Linked DNA regions of Mus musculus: region 1 is linked to region 2. The links are chromatin contacts, called in public Hi-C maps. All regions are on one chromosome and are shown on one strand. The core of a region is the stretch at or near the end of the contact, and the rest is flanking DNA. Distances in the headings are between cores, read along the strand shown.

Region 1 (4,677 bases), core at 1,094-3,593, 1.2 Mb before region 2:
AAAAGTCCTAATGCTGCAACACTCAGACTCACCCCGAAGACTCGCAGCCCTGTGTCTGGCATAGGCAAGAACCAGATTTGCTAGTAGAGATGGAATTGGGAAAGAGGAACACACTTTCAATTTTTGACATAGATACAGAAAAAAGGCAACCCACTGTTTGACTGGGTTTGGGAGCAGTGGAAACAGGGGCTGTGGTTACACTGTAGTAAGTCTGTAAAGCCTCCTCCCTAATGTAGTAACAGACTCTATCATTCCAGAAGGCTGGATCTCAGATCCAGCCTCATGTGTGGAAGGAGAGCCACCATAAATGGAGCTATAATGGTCTTCCACTGAGGAAATGCCTCCTCACTAAGGAAGCCAAAGCGTAAGAATTAAAACCTAGAAACAGCCTAGGTTGGGAAACTGGACATTTTTCTACTTCCTTGCCATGGAGGCTTTAAGCCAAACTAAACTTGTCAATGTTGGGCAACCTAGTTCTTTCCAAATCAAAAAGGATATTTGCAAGTTGATAAATGGGTACATCGCTGGAGATGTCCTGTCAGCCAGGGGGCTTGGCCCCACCACCCATGGATCCCTCCCCAGCTTGTCCTGGCAATCCTTACCAGGTCAGCCGGTCATACTCGTTTTCCAACTTGTAAATGAAACTCCCCAGTGAATTCTTCAGATCGGCCACTTGATTCAGCAGGGCATCTAATGATGCCTCAAGCTGCTTCTCCTCCCTCTGCATCAACAGTGTGTTTGGTTACTCAGATACAAGTGAGCGTGACACATTCAGAAAAGCTAAATTGTTTTCTATCTTGGTATTTGGGTTACAGATAGCATCAACCCTTAGACCTTTCAACCTGTTCACCTGGCCTGAAGTCCTCCTACTAACTGATTCCTCTATAACCCTCCTACACTGTGGTCCTTCAAGAAGGTCATTGCACCAGACCTAATTCTCTTTGGCTTGAAACCTCATGATTTGTCTTTGTAACAAAACTGGCTTCGAACTCACTTAGCCTTGCACCTTTTTAATTCCATGCTCTCCTCCTCCCAGCTCTCAAACACTGCCTCTCCCAGTAGACAACATTCTCTTAGATTTGCAGTAGGGTTAATAGGAACGTGCTCAGGTTTCTGCACACTCTTCTTTGTCAGTTCCTCTTCTGGAAAATAGATGTGGCCTGCCTACCTCACGACTGCTTATTGTCACTGCGCTGCTTTCCTTGGGTGGATGAGAATCCCTCGTGTCACTCTGTGGTGTTGGCATTGACACAGTTTTGTTTTGTTTTTTTCAGGAAGTTCAGTTCACCTCAGAAAGGTTTGCCATGATAACAGGGGTGCTATCTGCACACACAGCCTAAATAATTCCCGAAGTTCATTATATCATGGGTGCCTCTGGTCATCCTCTTGTGAGTGTAGCTACTGTCAACCACACAATCTGGACAATCTCACACGTTGCCTCTCTGTAAGGTTTTCTCTGAATACCAGCTCTGCAATCCCCTTCCCGGTCCCCCAACTGGCCGTTTATCCATAGCATTTGGTGCTTTGGAAAGTCAACGTGCATCTTTGTGCCAATATTCCCGTGTCTCTTTCATAATTCGGGTGACCCATAAACAGTGTAGGTTTATCAGATGCAACAAGCCAAGTGAGTAATGAAAGAGTAATGAAAGACAAAGGCGAGGAAACCTGCACATTGTTTCTGAGTGTTAGACAATTTTAAACGCTGAGGCGGCAGAGGGTTTCCGTTTGACTATCTGAGGACTATTTACCCCACTTCTCCGCCCTTAGCAACGAGGTACAAGCCGGGAAGAATGATGCAAAGCTGATTTGCAAACCTGACTATGTGACTGAGGGGGTTGGACACCGGGTTCCACCCACAGCCTCGAATTACAAACAGCTTAGTTTTCATCCTTGGAGGCCCACGATCCCTTTAGCCTTCTGAAGCCTTATGACGCCTGTGTCCAACAGCCTAGATCGAGGCGTGCGGCAGCCCACTACTTTCCCGAGCCTTCCCAAATGCCACCACGATCCTTTTCCACGCTCAATCAAGTCCGCCTTTCCTCCCCGGGCCTCCGACCTTCTCACATCAGCGGGCTCGATGCCCGCGCCTCCCGCAGCTGGCCTCGCTCTCTCTGGCTCCGCTGCCTTTCCTCTGCCCTCCGCTCACAGCCCCAACTCCCCGGTGTCCTCAGCCCAATCACCCTCCCGCCAGCGGCTATAAGGCCCAACCCGCTTCTCACCTGCATTGCCGCGGCCCGGCGGGCGCAACCACTTCCCTTTCCGGTTTCTCGCACGGCTTGCTGCGCTCACCAATCAGAAAACTCAAAACGGGACCATCCCAACAACTTCCGGTTCCTGCCCGGTACAGAACTAGCCGGGTCAGAGGTCAGGAGTGGAGCAACCTCCCTGGCCCGGGCCGGCGCGGGAGGGCTGTGTGATGGCCTCGGAGCGCCCCGAGCCAGAGGTGAGGGATGGGCGGGCGCGGGGCCGAGGCCCGAGGGCGGGCGTGTGGCAGCCTTCACCCTCCGGAGCCTCAAGGAGGCCGTTGCTGTTTTGTTTACTCAGATGCCATCCTGATCTTCGTCGCCCATCCACAGACTTGTTAGCGATAGTGATGCTGATAAAAACTCGTGTTTTGGTTATTAGTTGGGATTTTCATTGTGCCACGCCGAAGCTGACCGACTTTGCGGGGTTTTTTGTATCTCATCTATTGGAATGCAATCAATAGCATGAGTTGATTTCGCTCTAGCGTTCGTGCTCTTGGCAAAGCCCTACAACCCTCTGGCCAGTCTTAACTTAGGACAGACCCTGCTTCCTTCTTTATAAAAGTATTTGTTCTGTGATGTGGCTTGGGGATCACAAGTTAAGGCAGAAAAGGCAGACGAGGCACCCGCCCCCCCACCCCACCCCCCACCCCCTAGATGCAAAGAACCCTATATGTATGTTTTGACATTCAGACTCCAGCAGGGAATCTGGCAGTATTTATTGTCATGTACAGAGCAGACAACTGAAGTCAGAGCAGGTGAGGTGTCATGCCATGCAAAGATACCTTAGGACTACTCCTTCCAACTGAACGAGCGGATCCGAGGAGGTACCAAATTTGGCTAGCGTGTCCAGGACCCCAGAGGGATAGCCTTGTAGGAGGGAAGGTTGATGCATGTGCGTAACGATACAAATAGCAATGGCTACTTGTCGAATTCTTACTGTATGCCAGCCACAATTCTGAGCTCTTTACTGTTACCAGTTCTTTCAACCCTATAAGGCAAACACCATTATCATCCCTCTTTTCAGGAAACTGAGGTGCCACTATTAAAAGAAGCATAGTTGTGCAGCTAGTATTGGGGCTAGAACTCCCAGGTAGGTGAGCTCGCTCTACAGCTACAAGTTGTCCTCTGACCTGCACACGTGCACTCTGACACGGGTGTGATCTTATATATGTATAATGTATGAGTACACACACCCGTGTATGGGGAGGATGTGATAAACTACACACATGAAAACCCTATGAGTGAATAGGGTAGAAACAGAATACCAAGAAGAAAGGGTGATGTTTAGAGAGGCTAGGCTCCCAAAAGAGAGGAAGAAGCAAGTGCTGTTCTGCAACCAGAATTGTGCTGAGGGTTAGGGTGGATGCAGAGGGTAAAACAGAGACTCCTTAGCTGTGGGGACTAAATGAACATTGGATTATAATAGGTGTTGCAGAGGCGTAAGTGAAGTGTCACATTTAGTGGGGCATTTAACCTCCTTCCACAAATGGGTGGGATCCAGGAAGTTTAAGTTCTCTAAGTATCTAACACAGGTAGAATCCTCAGGAAATTGTCATTCTTGCTTTCCCTGTTCAGGAATGGAGAAACATGCAGAGCCAGTATTTGCCCCAAGGTGCCTTTAACACTGAAGGGCCTGCTTTTACCATAGTGGTGGGTGATGGGGCTGAGACTGGGAAAGAGAAGGCTCAGCTCGCAGTTATGCCAGAGGTTAAGGTTTATCATGCTGGCAGGCTTCGGATAGTTAGGAGGCAGAGGTATCGACGTTATTTTGTGGGAAGAAAGCACATGGTTTAGAAAAAGCTCAAGAGAATAATTTGGTCTTTAGTCTTAAAGAAGCAGGAAGAAACTCTGGTGGGTGGGTGGGAGTGGCAACACAGTGCCTGGCATCACTATCCAGCTTGGCATCGGTGTATGTGGGCCTCAGCGACGATCGTAATCAGTGATAGCCTTCCGACACCATTGTACTCCCCTCCCCCCTTTAATGTCAGTATCCCTGCAAAGATCTCCTTATCTTGCTATTACAATAAAGCCTAGATGACAGTTGGGTAACCTGCAAGATCACATACTTAGCATGTACTAGAACACATCAGAATCCAGGTCTCTTGACTCCAAGAGCCTGGCTTTGTCTTGTTTATCAGACTGCTTCAAAAGGCAGGCACATCAGACTCAAGGGAAGTCAGGATTGAAGCTCCATGTGGAGGTGAATGCTATGAAACACAACTGAATTAAAAAATGTCTCAATCAGTCATACGGAAAAATCCCCAGGGGAGCTAGTTAAAATGGAGATTCTTGAGCTCTGTCAGCTCTGAATTCAGTTGGTCTCTGATTGTACCCAGGAATCAAATAATGCATTTTAATAAACGGCTCAGGTGATTCTGATGCAGCTGGCGCTCAGATCCCACTTTGCAAAACATTCTACCTGCTTAAATTA
Region 2 (4,282 bases), core at 423-2,922:
TTTATTTATTTATTATATGTAAGTACACTGTAGTTGTCTTCAGACACTCCAGAAGAGGGCATCAGATTTCATTAGATTTGAACTCGGGACCTTCGGAAGAGTAGTCAGCGCTCTTAACCACTGACCTATCTCGCCAGCCCTAACAAAGAGTATTTGTTTTGGTTTGGGTTTTTTGTTTTGTTTTGTTTTTCGAGACAGGGTTTCTCTGTATAGCCCTGGCTGTCCTGGAACTCACTTTGTAGACCAGGCTGGCCTCGAACTCAGAAATCTGCCTGCCTCTGCCTCCCGAGTGCTGGGATTAAAGGCATGTGCCACCAAGCCTGGCACTATTCTTGTTTTTAATGTAACTACATTTAACTTGTTTATTTAGTATGTGTGTGTGTGTATGTGGTGCATGCCATGGCACATTTGTGGAGGCTTTGGGGAGTTCATTCTCCTACCATGTAGGTCCAGAAGATCAAACTCAGGTCTTCAGGCTTGTCAAGGTTGGATAGACCAAGGGCTAGACACCATTTACACTATACATATCCTCCGCGGGGCGGTGGGGGTTCTTGGTCTGCATAGGTCTGCATACTGGGGCAGTAATGATGTGGTTCAGTGTAAGAACGTTCCCCTAGAAGCCGGACAGTAGTGGCACATGCACAAAGTCCTGGAGTTAATACCTAGTACTACGAAACAAAAAGACATTATAAATAATGACAAAAATCAGGTATGGTGATTCATGCTAATTCCAGCATTTAGGCATTGTAGGCTGCTTTTCATTGCCAGCATCTTTTTTTGTTTGTTTGTTTGTTTGTTTGAGACAGTTTCACACAGCCCACTCTGGCCTCAAACATGCTGCTTAGCTAAGGTTGGCTTTGAAATTATTCTCTTTTCTTCATCTACAGGGAGCTAGGATTATAGGCATGATCTACCATACCCCGCTTCTCTTGTGTTCTGTTTTGTTTTGTTTTTCTAGAAAGGGTTTCCCTGTGTAATCTTGGCTATTCTGGAACTCAGGCTGTAGACCAGACTGACTTCGAAGTCAAATTTGCCTCTCTCTAGTGGTAGGATTAAAGGCTCGAGTCACCACCGTATGACTTCCCCCGTGTTCCTAATAGGAAAAAAAAAAAAAAAAAAGTTTCACGGACAGGAACCATTCGTCTTGTTTATTCCACTATCCCAATCTAGCACTATGTCTAGCACTAGCATGTGACTATTTTTAATTGGTGTCTTCGAAATATTGTATACATTTCAAAGAGAAAGCAATCATCAAGAAACCAGGATTTGAACCCCTGTCTGTAGAATCACAAGGCCCTCACTGAAACATTATACATAAGTTTCCTAGTCTTACATAAAGGCAGAAGTTCGACCTGGTAGCGGGAGGGTAAGGCCAGAAGCCATAAAACCTTCCCATCAGCTGGGCGTGGTGGCGCACGCCTTTAATCCCAGCACTCGGGAGGCAGAGGCAAGCGGATTTCTGAGTTCGAGGCCAGCCTGGTTTACAGAGTGAGTTCCAGGACAGCAAGAGCTAGAAAAACAAAACAAAACAAACAAACGAAAAAACCAAACAACCAACCAACCAACCAAAAACCCTTCCCATCAGTCTCAGAGCTCGGGAGCCCGGCCACGCGCCGGAAGTCGGAGACCAAGACTACATATCCCACATTGCTCTGCGGTGCGTCGCACTGGTGACGTTGTAGGGAGGCTGGCGCGCGGGATTTAAACTGCAGCGGTTTAGGCGTTGTTAACACAGCGCAGTATTAGCAGAGTCGTGGTTTCCAAGCTTCTTTCATTTGTGTTGCCTGTTGTTGTTCCTGAGTCCATGGAGTCGCTTCACGCACGCCTGTTTCCTGGTCTCTCCATCAACATTCAACGCAGCAATGGTGAGGGCAGGGTCTTGAGGCCAAGGGGACGACCCAAGAGCGGTGAGACTGCCAAGATGGTTATCTGAATCTCCGTGTGGCAAAGCTTTGGGATACTTTCCCTTATTCCACACTGAGGGGGTCCATGTCACTACACTGGCAGTCGGTGTCCCCTACACAGGAGGAAAACGCTACTTTGGTTGTGGGTCCCTTGCCTGCTTTCTGAGTGTGGGCGGAGCACGTCTGCGGTTATTGGTGCGCCTAGCTAGGTTATAGCGATTGGATGCATTTCCTCTGAACCTGTTTTGCTTTGTTGGACCCGCGGCTTCCTCGGCCTCCTGAGTGCTGGGATTAAAGGTCATGCACTACCACGCCCGGCTTTTTTTTTTTTTTTTTTTTTTTTTTGGCGTTTGTTTTGGTTTTTCAAGGAAGGGTTTCTCTGTGTAGTCCTGGAACTCCTGTAGACCAGGCCTCGAACTCACAAATCCCCTGCCTCTGCCTCCCAAGGGCTGGGATTAAAGGCGTTGCACCACCACTGCCCGGCTCAACCATCTGTCTTTATTAAGCAATTTCTACAGGTCTAATAACGGGTCATTCATGGACTAGCCAACCACTGCCAAAAATGGACCAGGGAACTCCAGCGGTCCAGCTCTTTACTGATGTGTTCAGGAATAGCTCCTCCAAGGAATGTAGTAACTTACTTGCTCAAATGAATCTTCATTCTGTTGGAGCGGTGATGCAATTTTATCCTATGGAGCTGGGGTTTAAGGCCCATTCCCTGTTCACTTCCACTGTGGAATGGTCTAAGGGTGAACCCCACTAGAATTACTAACTAGCATTTGTGTTTTGTTTTATTTTTTGAGACAGTTTCTCTGTAACAGGGCCTTGGACCTGGACTTGCTTTGTAGATCAGGCTGACCTCGAACTCACAGAGATCCACCTACTGTACTTTGCAAGTGCTAGGATTAAAGGCATGCACCATCACAGGCCTAGTTCTTTGGTGTTTTGTTTGTTTGTTGCTTTTTAAATTTATTATTTTATTTTATGTTCATTGGTGTTTTGTGAAATCCTCTGGAAGTGGAATTACACTTTGACAACAGGGTTTCTCTGTGTAGCCCTGTCTGTCCTGGAACTCACGTTGTAGACCAGGCTGTCCTCACTCACAGAACTCCTCAGGCCTCTATCCCTGATGTATTGGGATTAAAGGCAAGGGCCACCACTGCCTGGCTGTTTGTATTTTTTAAAAGAGAATTAAATTTTCCCTTCCGGAGCCGGGCATGGTGGCTCATGCCTTTAATCCCAGCACTCGGGAGGCAGAGGCAGGCGGATTTCTGAGTTCGAGGCCAGCCTGGTCTACAAAGTAAGTTTCAGGACAGCCAGGGCTATACAGAGAAACCCTGTCTTGAAAAACAAAACAAAGCCGGGCGTGGTGGCGCACGCCTTTAATCTCAGCACTCGGGAGGCAGAGGCAGGCGGATTTCTGAGTTCGAGGCCAGCCTGGTCTACAAAGTGAGCTCCAGGACAGCCAGGGCTACACAGAGAAACCCTGTCTCGAAAAAACAAACAAACAAACAAACAAAAAAAAACAAAAACAAAACAAAACAAATTTCCCTTCCGAGGTAAATGTAAATTTGAAGTCTTTAGGATCCTAAAAGCAAAGTGGAGAATAAAAACTTAAGTTTGGCCAGGCAGTGGTGGCGCAGTCAAAAAAAAAAAAAGAACACCTTAAAAAAAACTTAAGTTCTTAGGAGACACATGGATAACTTCTGACCTTCTCATACATAGGCTTAATTCACCCCGCCAATATAAGCACAGTGAACGTGGAGAAATCCTGTGTTTCGGTGGAATGGATCGAAGGAGGTACCACAAAAGGCAAAGAGGTAGGTCCTCTGAGGATGCTTGTGTGGCATCTCCCATGATCCTGTGCAGAGCATCTGTGTGAACCGGTGACAGCCCAGCCTAATGCTGTGCTATCCTCTCCAGTCTTAAGAAATGGTGCTCCCTGGAGACATTGGGATTCCTTTTAGTCAGATGTTCTAAATTGAAGCAATTAGCCATTTCTGGTTTGTCTATGGAGAGCAAATTGCATCGAACCCTAACCAAGGCTCTGCCCACTCACCTAAGCTTGAGTCCTGAGTACACAGTACCAGTGTCAGTTTGGGTAACAAAATCTGCAACCCAGGAAAGGAAATGAAGGTGTGGTTTTGACAAGCCTTCAAGGCATAAAGCCGCTGTTAATGGATGGCACAGGTGAGCATCGTAAGAGCCGCTCCAGGTTGGGACTTGCAGGGATCGTGAGGGCTTAGCTGAAGCAGTACGGTGGCATGCCTCAGCCAGAGGGCAGAATGACAGCACTGGCCACAGGCAGAGCAGACTCAGCAGGCGATGGCAGCAGGAAAATGCCTGGAAAGGGATGGGAGGAAGGCATTGTGAAAATG

What was found. A called contact is a pair of places that touch in the nucleus more often than the background predicts.
Region 1: a contact with region 2 is called in a Hi-C map of B cells, with 6 read pairs. The contact joins the promoter of Szt2 here to the promoter of Kif2c in region 2. A contact is called at or near these places in 1 of 39 promoter capture datasets (pre-B cells) and 1 of 484 Hi-C or Micro-C datasets (B cells).

The regions. Positions count from the first base shown.
Region 1 is chr4:118,406,929-118,411,605 of GRCm38.p6, reverse strand. It overlaps Szt2 (SZT2 subunit of KICSTOR complex), which reads left to right and starts at 2,343. Exons shown (of 72, transcript NM_198170.4): 1 at 2,343-2,443. The coding sequence starts at 2,417. It overlaps Med8 (mediator complex subunit 8), which reads right to left and starts at 2,269. Exons shown (of 7, transcript NM_020000.3): 1 at 2,220-2,269; 2 at 603-721. The coding sequence starts at 2,225.
Region 2 is chr4:117,180,014-117,184,295 of GRCm38.p6, reverse strand. Kif2c (kinesin family member 2C) reads left to right here and starts at 1,672. Exons shown (of 20, transcript NM_134471.4): 1 at 1,672-1,865; 2 at 3,630-3,724. The coding sequence starts at 1,805.